Regions from separate parts of the Ovis aries genome. Here all the other regions are linked to region 3. Evidence: chromatin contacts called from public Hi-C data. All regions are on one chromosome and are shown on one strand. Each heading gives the region's core, a stretch centred on a gene start, on an enhancer-like site or on the middle of the called end of the contact. The rest is flanking DNA. Distances are from core to core; before and after follow the strand shown. Region 1 holds the start of URAD (ureidoimidazoline (2-oxo-4-hydroxy-4-carboxy-5-) decarboxylase). Region 2 has its middle 19 kb from the start of TRNAC-GCA. Region 3 has its middle 99 kb from the start of USP12.

Region 1 (2,700 bases), core at 68-2,567, 690 kb after region 3:
CCCCTTTCTCCAGAGGGATTTCTTCAGACTTTTGTCGTTCCCCCTCTACCTCACACCCACAGGGAGCTGCTGACCTGAGGGACTTTACTTTCCTCAGCCGCCTAGTCCAAACCGGCCCTTTCTGGTAAAACGTCAGCCATTCTCTCTTCCCCCCCAGGCTCCTCAGATAGTCTGATACGGAGCGGTCTCCTCTCTTGCATAAGGGACATTCCCAAAGCCAATGCAGGGCTGAGGTGGGGCGGGGCAGGGGGACACTAGCCTGACCTTTGGTCCCTGAGCAGCTTTGAGGCCAGAGGAGGTGGCTGCCTCCTCTTTCCTGGTAACCCCAGAGCTTTAATATTTAACAGCCAGTTTACCTGAGCCAATGAACCTTCTTTCACTCTACTGTCCACTTAACACTGCAAGGGTTTGACTCTCTTTTGCAAAAGTCTGAAGAAACTCACCAAGCCTTACAGCAAAAACAAGTAAATGTGTATACCCGGGATAAGCGACTAGGCTCAAACATCTCAAAACAGTTTGATAACAAAAAAGAAGTAGGCTCACAGATGAGAAAACTAGAGGTTACCAGTGGGGAGGGGAGGGGAGGCGGGAGGGGCATGATGGATGGGGGAGGGGAGGCTGAGACAATTGGGTCTAAGATCCGCTCGGGAATATATCATACAAGACTGAGACTACAGCCAATATTTTGTAATAACTAAATGGAAAGTAACCTTTAAAAATTGTGTTTAAAAATCCAAAACAGCCACAAGACCTCCCCTCCCCCCATTTTAAAAGAAATGTTTTTTGGCCACACTATGGCTTGTGGGACGAGTTTGAGTAAGCTCCAGGAGTTGGTGATGGACAGCGAAGGGGGTGTGCTGTAGTCCATGGGATCGCAAAGAGTCAGACATGACTGAGTGACTGAACTGAACTGAACTGAACTGATGGCTTGTGGGATCTTAGCTCCCCAATCAGGGTTCAAACCCAGGCCCTTCGCAGTGAAACCTGAGTCTTAACCACTGGACCACCAGGGAATTCCCTCCCCTATCTTTTTGATAAGCACACCTGAAATCCCTCCGTGGAGACTCTCAGTGTCCAACCCCAAAGCCTTACCTGACAATGGAAGACCATCAATAAAGGCAAAAAAGTGCTTCTCTAAATCTCCCAAGCCAGAGAACGGGCGCTTGGACCAAACTGCGGCTGCGATCAGAGGACATCTCTCGATGACGTTTCCGAACACATCCACAAATTCTCCGAAGCCCATGGAGTTGACCTTCTCAATGTCCATGGCGTGTGCTCCAGCGGCGGTGGCAGGACTGGGCTCTCCTCTGGGTGAGTGACTGACACGTCTCTGCTCGTCGAATTATATTTGCTGAATGCACAGGCTTGGTTTTTTTTTTTTTTTTTTTTTTTGCAACACCAGCTTGGCATGTTTTAAATGCCTCTGGGAAAAGCAGAGATCCAGAGTTCTTGTGCAATCAACAAACACAGGCTTAAGGTCTAATCCAGCGAGCAGAGATCTTGCAGAGGGGGAAACATGTCCAGCGAAACTCTTCCCACCATCCAAGCCGGCAGAGGCCATATTCAGCCTCAGCATTCAAGCCAGTTAGCCTTCTGGTGCCATTAACATTTTAGCCTGCCCGCTTACTGTATTTGTTTCATGACTGAAGAACTGACAGCAAAGAAGTCAAGGAACTTTGCTTTTCAAAGAGGGTAAGTCTGGTGCCAGAAGTACCATCATTACAGGCCATGTCTTCAAATACGGAGGAAGATAAATATGTATAGCAACACACACACACACACACACACACACAGAGCTTCCCTGGTAGCTCAGTTGGTAAAGAATCAACCCACAATGATACAGGAGATTGCCTGCAATGTAAGAGACACAGGTTCGATCCCTGGGTTGGGAAGCTTCCCTGGATATGGAAATGGCAACCCACTCCAGTATTCTTGCCTGGAGAATCCCACGGACAGAGGAGCCTGACAGGCTACGGTCCACGGGGTCGCAAAGGGTCAGAGGTGACTTAGTGACTAAACAACAATCATATGCATGTGTGTGTGTGTGTGTGTGTGTGTGTGGTGGGATGGCTAAGTTGTGTTCAACTCTTTGCAACCTCATAGACTGTAGCCTGACAGGCTCCTCTGTTTTATGACATTTCCCTTGCTCGAGTGGGTTGCCAACTCCTTCTCCAGGATCCTCCTGACCCAGGGATCGAACCCATGTCTCCTGCATTGGCAGGCGGGTTCTTTACCACTGAACCACCAGGGAAGCCGATATATATGATATGTATTGCCTATCATATACGTTGCATAGATATGTGAACACACACTGGATCCTGTATCATGTGTGAAGTTTTAGGCAGGCAGCCCAGTGTGGAGGGCCTGGTCCCAGGAGAGCTTGGATCCAGGCTCTGCCCCCTACTGGTTGGCATTCATCAAGTTATTAAACTTTTCTGAACTTCAGTTTCTTCGTCTGTAAAGTAGACATAATACAAGTATTTGCCTGATGGGATTTTTGCAAAGATAAAGCAAGTTAACTTAGCAGTGTTCCTGTTAACATCGCACTACAGAGGTGTCGGCTGATACAATGTTGACTGCACAAAGTCTGCAGAGGACCAGCCACAGAACTTCCTCTGCCGTCCCTTCTGCCACCAGAGCCAACACAGCCCTTTCCTGTCCCCGCAGGTTCCCTGCAGACAGCCTGACAGCCAGTGTGAT
Region 2 (2,700 bases), core at 150-2,649, 580 kb after region 3:
CCTAAGATGTAGCTTTGACTGCCCCCCACCAAGTCTTCCTGCCAGAGTCAGAGACCCAGAAGGTGCCTGTGCCCACCCCCTTCCCCAGACCCACACCCACCTGCAGGACGTGCTGCTGCCCCTCTGGCTCCATTCAATGGTTTCCACTTCTCTCTAGGATTTCACCTATTTGCATAGCTCAGCCTTCAAGAGTTTCTCTGCCTTTTGTCTGTCCTCCTCACTCCTGATGACTCAGCCACACAGCCTCTCCCGGAATTTATGACACCTCCTGTCTCAGTCTTTGTCCAACATTTTCCACCTGGGCTATTCTTATTTATCCCTCAGGCTGAGCTTGCATGCTCTGGCAGTGAGGTCTCAACCTAAATTACTCTCATGTGTCACCTTCCCTATAGGGACACACAACCGTTTGTGTTTTTATTGGTTTTCAGCTCCAGCTCCTTCCTTGAGTGGTAAGTTTCAGGAGAGTAAAGAAAGCATCTGTCTTGTTCACTGACATAAACCCCCAGCGCCAAGCCCAGGGCTCAGCTGGGATAGGAGAAAGACTCAGGTGAATACATGAGTGGGTTCGAGGAGGTTGATATTGTTACCACTGACAGGTTTAGTGATTTCCTGCTGCTGCACATCTGGGTTGGTGGTGCTCGTGGTAAAGAACCCGCCTACAAGAGATGCAGGTTCCATCCCTGGGGAAGAGATGCAGGTTCCATCCCTGGGGAAGAGATGCAGGTTCCATCGCTGGGGAAGATCCCTTGGAGGAGGGCATGGCAACCCACTCCAGTATTCTTGCCTGGAGAATCCCAGGGACAGAGGAATCATAAAAAGTCAGACACTACCGAAGTGACTTAGCACATACGCACACACATCTAGCAGGAAGACGTGCGGTCTAGGTGACTGCATCCCCTGGAAAATTGAAGGGCGGTGGGAAGGGAGGGGGAGCAGGCAGGTGAGAAGATTCTAGAGGGGTCGTTCTCAGACTCAGATCCCTCCTCGAGCGGGGCCGTGTAAGAATACGCGAGAAGCACATTCAATGCTTACACTTAACTGCAGAAAGTATTTTTGTTTTCATCATCCGGAGTGAGCAAGGGTCTCCCCTACAAGCATCCCTCTGTCTGGAGAAGGAGAGCAGACAATACAAGACTTCTCCTCTGAGAGCAGATTTGTGGGTTTGAAGGAAGCTCGCGGGTTTAATAGGCGACTGAGACAGTGCTTGAGGCCTCTCAGTTCCCTGGGAACCGCGAGCGCCAGGCTGCGGGGCGCAGGAACGTTGAGTTGTGGGGACCCAGCTGGTGGAAAAGGCTGCCCCGGGCCCGGCCAGGCGGACGCGCCGGGGGAGCGCACGGCAGAGGGCGCCCGAGAGCCGAGCCTGGCGTGCTCGGCAGGTGCGCCTGCGCCACCAGGTGACCCGACCAGCTCGCGCCGCGAGAGCGCCGGGACCCGCCCCTTCTCCCCCGCCTCCTCCACCCCGCCCGGATCTCCCCGTGCTTTTGTGTGAGAACGTGCTCAGAGACCCTCCGGCGATCCGAAAAACATCTGCTGGCCATTGTTACTGTTATTCCGGTGTGTAAGCGACAGGTGATCTTAAGAAAGCCGCCAAGGGCCTTTGGGATCAGAACAGGGCTGCGGGATGTGTTTGGGGAGCTGGTTTTTGTTTGTGGAGTGTGTTGTTTCCATGGGTAGTGGGTTTTGCTTGTTTTGTTTTAATGTATAGGTTAAAATTTGTCATTCTGGAAAAGTGCTTTTTTCCCCGAGTGACTTGACCCATCTCTGGCGATTTCCCTTCTCAAACGACTGATGGGAAAAGAACAATTGAAACAGGTCAAAATAAGAGAGAAACTTCCCAAGGGACTGTTTATCAGTCCCTTTGACCGATAAACTTTGACTCCCCCCTCCCCCCTTGCCCCTACTCCCTTACTGAAAATGAGATTCATTAAGTCAAAAAGGAATGTCAGAGCTGGAAGCCAGTGTTGAAATTAAACCACCTTCTCATTGTTAGGTAGATGGAACAGGAGGCCCAGAGGGGATAAAGGACTTGTCCAAGGTCACAGCGCCCTTGAGCATGGTGGGACTGAAGTTTTCATGGTGTGTGTGAAGCTTTCATTCTACATTTTATATCACTCAGAAAAGGAAGGGAAAGTGAAATGATTTTAACATCCTAGAATCCTGTCTCTTCAAGATGGTAGATGTTGGTATTTTTGCTATATAATTTTCCATAATTTTAAAGTTATATCAATCAGTTCAGCTCAGTCACTCAGTCGTGTCTGACTTTTTGCAACCCCATAGTCTGCAGCCTGCCAGCCTTCCCTGTCCATCACCAACTCACGGAGCTTACTCAAACTCATGTCCATCAAGTCAGTGATGCCATCCAACCATCTCATCCTCTATCATCCCCTTCTCCTGCCTTCAATCTTTCCTAGCATCAGGGTCTTTCCCAATGAGTCAGCTCTTCACATCAGGTGGCCAAAGTATTGGAGCTTCAGCTTCAGCATCAGCCCTTCCAATGAATATTCAGGACTGATTTCCTTTAGGATGGACTGGTTTGATCTCCTTGCAGTCCAAGGGACTCTCAAGAATCTTCTCCAGCACAATTTGAAAGTATCAATTCTTCAGCGCTCAGCTTTCTTTATGGTCCAACTTTCACATCCATACATGACTACTGGAAAAACCATAGCTTAGACTAGACAGACCTTTGTTGGCAAAGTAATG
Region 3 (2,834 bases), core at 16-2,515:
TGAGTGCAGCCTCCCCCTCACCACCCTCGGGTGGAGGGGCTCACGCGATGCACACAGGAGGACGCGCATCTGAACCAAGAGTCCCCTCTTGTTCTGCACAGACACCAACCCCAAGCAGAGCCAGATTTCCCAGCAACACAGAAGGGGCCCCAGCGTCACCCCTGTGACATCCCTGTACTTGCAGCAGGCCCAGGAGCTCCCTGGAGTGACCCAAAGGAAAGGGCAGCCCTGCCCAGCCCAGTGCAGCCTGGGCACCAACTTCAGAAAAAACACACAAATCAGCTCGGTTCAGATCTGGCCCTGAGCAGACCCCACGCGGAGGAAGGGAAGGAGTTTCAGGCCTTAAATAAGACGGGCAGTCTAGAGAAGGCCGCTGGCTCAAGGGCAGGGTCTAAGAGGTGGCCCAGTTAGGGGAGGCGGTGGGAAAGCAGGTGGTGGGGGCAGAGGCAGGCAGCATCGTGTGGACAGCACTGCACATGGGTGAGTTGGGGCTGGGGAGGCACAGGGCTTTTGTACCGAGTGACTGGGTCAGGGCCAGGTGTTCCTGTAAAACCTGACTCGTTCAGGGGAGGCCATCTGGGCAGGTGGCCCTGGGCCCCATCCCCACCCAACTTTCTTTGATTGCTGAGAACTTGGTTATGGTCATCAGGAAGCTGGGAGATGCTACCGGGAAAGTCAACTCACTTTCGCAACAGGTGCATCGACCATCTTCAGTAGGTCTCAGCAACTCTGAGGACAAACAGGAGGAGGAGGGGGGTTTCAAGAAGGAAAGAGGGTTTCAGAACAGGAAGCCCAATCTGGCCCAGCTGTTTGGACCCTGAGCAGAGGCCCCCCAGGGGCACAGCCGTGACTCATCCTGGCTTCTTCACCATCCAACTCGGAGGTTTCACCTCTTGGCCTGGCCTTCCTGTACCCCAGTTCTGTCTTGGGTTTTCTCCCCTAGGAGATGCTGGGTGCTCAGGGCCTGCAGTAGCTCAAGGGATGGGGTACCGGCTGCCCAAATGACCCAAGTTTCCCAGAAGAGGCCTGTGTCCTACATCCAGCAAGGGTGAGTTGGAGCCAAGTGGCCACCCATCAGTATGCAATCTAAACACCCACCAAGGCCCCTTGGCCTGTAATAAACCCAGCTGGATGCAAAAACAGGCCCGAGAGCCCAGGATACAGCCCTGCCCAGGTAATGATTAACGGGCCGCTCAGGGCCCTGGAGGTCACACTGATAATGAGAAAGTTTCCCCGAGCTATCTCAAGTGCAGAGGGCCCCGGGGAGGGGCCCTGCTGGCGCCCGACTCTGACTCCAGCTAACGCTTCCTGCCTCTCCAGGGTGTGCTCACTTCAATGACCCAACGTGGCCCTGCCCACAGGTACAGGGGCCTGACGTCAGGAGCCTGGGGACATGGCCCTGGTAAAGTCCACAGTGAGAACGCCAACAGGGGGCGTCCTCTAAGAGGTGGCTTTTCCCCGGACCCAATACAGATAAGCCCTTCCAAGATGAGAAGGCTGCGTGGCTTCTTATCTTTATGGCTTGCCGGTCCTGAGCCTTGGAAGGCCTCTCTCCAAGAGGAGTGAAACTCAGAAAGGATTTTCAGTTTTGTTTTTTTTTTTAAAGCACTTTGGCATCTTGCAATGAAATTCTCCAGCAACTTTCTTCTAAAGTTCCTGAACAACTTCAAATGCAGAACAAGTGAGGACAGCTAAAACCCTGATTTGGGTCTATCATGGCACTTTGCAGAGTGCAGGAGAATCCTTTCACTGGGGAGGCAAGGCCAAAAGAGAAGCAATAACAATAAAAAGGACTCTAAGAGACTTCTCTGGCAGTCTAGTAGCTAAGACTCCTTGCCCCCAATGCAGGGGGCCTGGGTTTCATCCCTGGTCAGGAAACTAGATCCCACATGCCACAGCTAAGAATTCTCAAGTGTGCGTGTGCTAAGTCACTTCAGTCGTGTCCAACTCTTTGTGACCCCGTGGACTGTAACCTGCCAGGCTCCTCTGTCCATGGGATTCTCCAGGCAAGAATACTGGAGTTGGTTGCCATGCCCTTCTCCAAGGATCTTCCTGAGCCAGGGATCAAAACTGCGTCTCTTTTTATCTCCTGCACTGGCAGGCGAGTTCTTTACCACTAGCATCGCTGGGAAGCCCAAGAGTTCTCATGCCGCAACTAAGACCCGGTGCAGTCAAATTAATTAATTATCTAAGATGAAGGGCCTACAAAGCCTCAGTGTTCTAGGAAATCACAATGTCAGCAGAGGACGAATGGGGTCTCCCAATCTGCAAACAGATGTGAAGACTCACTGGAGGGCATTGTCTGGATGAAGATGGCGCCATGAGCTGCCATCCCAGCTCTGGCTCCAGCACCTTCTATCGAACCTTCTGCTGGGGTCCTCATCCACCAACGGAGTCCCAGCTCAGAGACATTTCACCCTGTCAGTGCTTTACCTCCCACTCCACCAGCCCTTCTGAACTGACAGCAAGAGTCAGAGGCACCTTTCCTACTAAGGACAGAAGCTAGGAGACTCTTGGAACACTTTCCAGGCTCTCCTTGTGGAACAGGAGCCGTGTACTGTTCCTTGAAAAAGCTGATCCTGATTCCTGCCGGCACACCCGTCACCTGGCACTCCAGGCGGTCCCCGGATGTCATCAAATATTGACATCCTGTCCTGGTGAGCGGGCAGCCAGCTCTGGGATCCTCTAACCTCAGGAGGCCACCCGCTGAGCCGCGTGCTTAGAGCCTTTTATTTGTGATCTAATTCATCAGCTAGGTTGTACCAAGACCCCACCTCATCTCTCCAGTCAGGGTGTCCTGGGCAAGGGACTTTTTCCCCTTCTTCAGATTAGTA

Evidence for each region. A called contact is a pair of places that touch in the nucleus more often than the background predicts.
Region 1: a contact with region 3 is called in a Hi-C map of liver, with 7 times the contacts expected there. The contact joins the promoter of URAD here to the enhancer-like site in region 3. A contact is called at or near these places in 8 of 16 Hi-C or Micro-C datasets (blood, liver, mixed tissues and 4 more).
Region 2: a Hi-C map of mixed tissues shows a contact between it and region 3, with 7 times the contacts expected there. The contact joins two enhancer-like sites. A contact is called at or near these places in 13 of 16 Hi-C or Micro-C datasets (blood, hypothalamus, liver and 6 more).

The regions. Positions count from the first base shown.
Region 1 is chr10:32,345,915-32,348,614 of ARS-UI_Ramb_v3.0, reverse strand. It overlaps URAD (ureidoimidazoline (2-oxo-4-hydroxy-4-carboxy-5-) decarboxylase), which reads right to left and starts at 1,317. Exons shown (of 2, transcript XM_015098158.4): 1 at 1,093-1,317. The coding sequence starts at 1,267.
Region 2 is chr10:32,453,065-32,455,764 of ARS-UI_Ramb_v3.0, reverse strand. No RefSeq gene overlaps it. Among named protein-coding and RNA genes, the nearest start is that of TRNAC-GCA, 19 kb to the right of the region's middle. Within about 2 kb of position 1,399, at least 5 of the 54 cell types and tissues checked have an H3K27ac peak or open chromatin away from gene starts, as enhancers often do. A contact at or near this core is called in liver, where this site is marked.
Region 3 is chr10:33,036,757-33,039,590 of ARS-UI_Ramb_v3.0, reverse strand. No RefSeq gene overlaps it. Among named protein-coding and RNA genes, the nearest start is that of USP12, 99 kb to the right of the region's middle. Within about 2 kb of position 1,265, at least 8 of the 54 cell types and tissues checked have an H3K27ac peak or open chromatin away from gene starts, as enhancers often do. A contact at or near this core is called in liver, where this site is marked.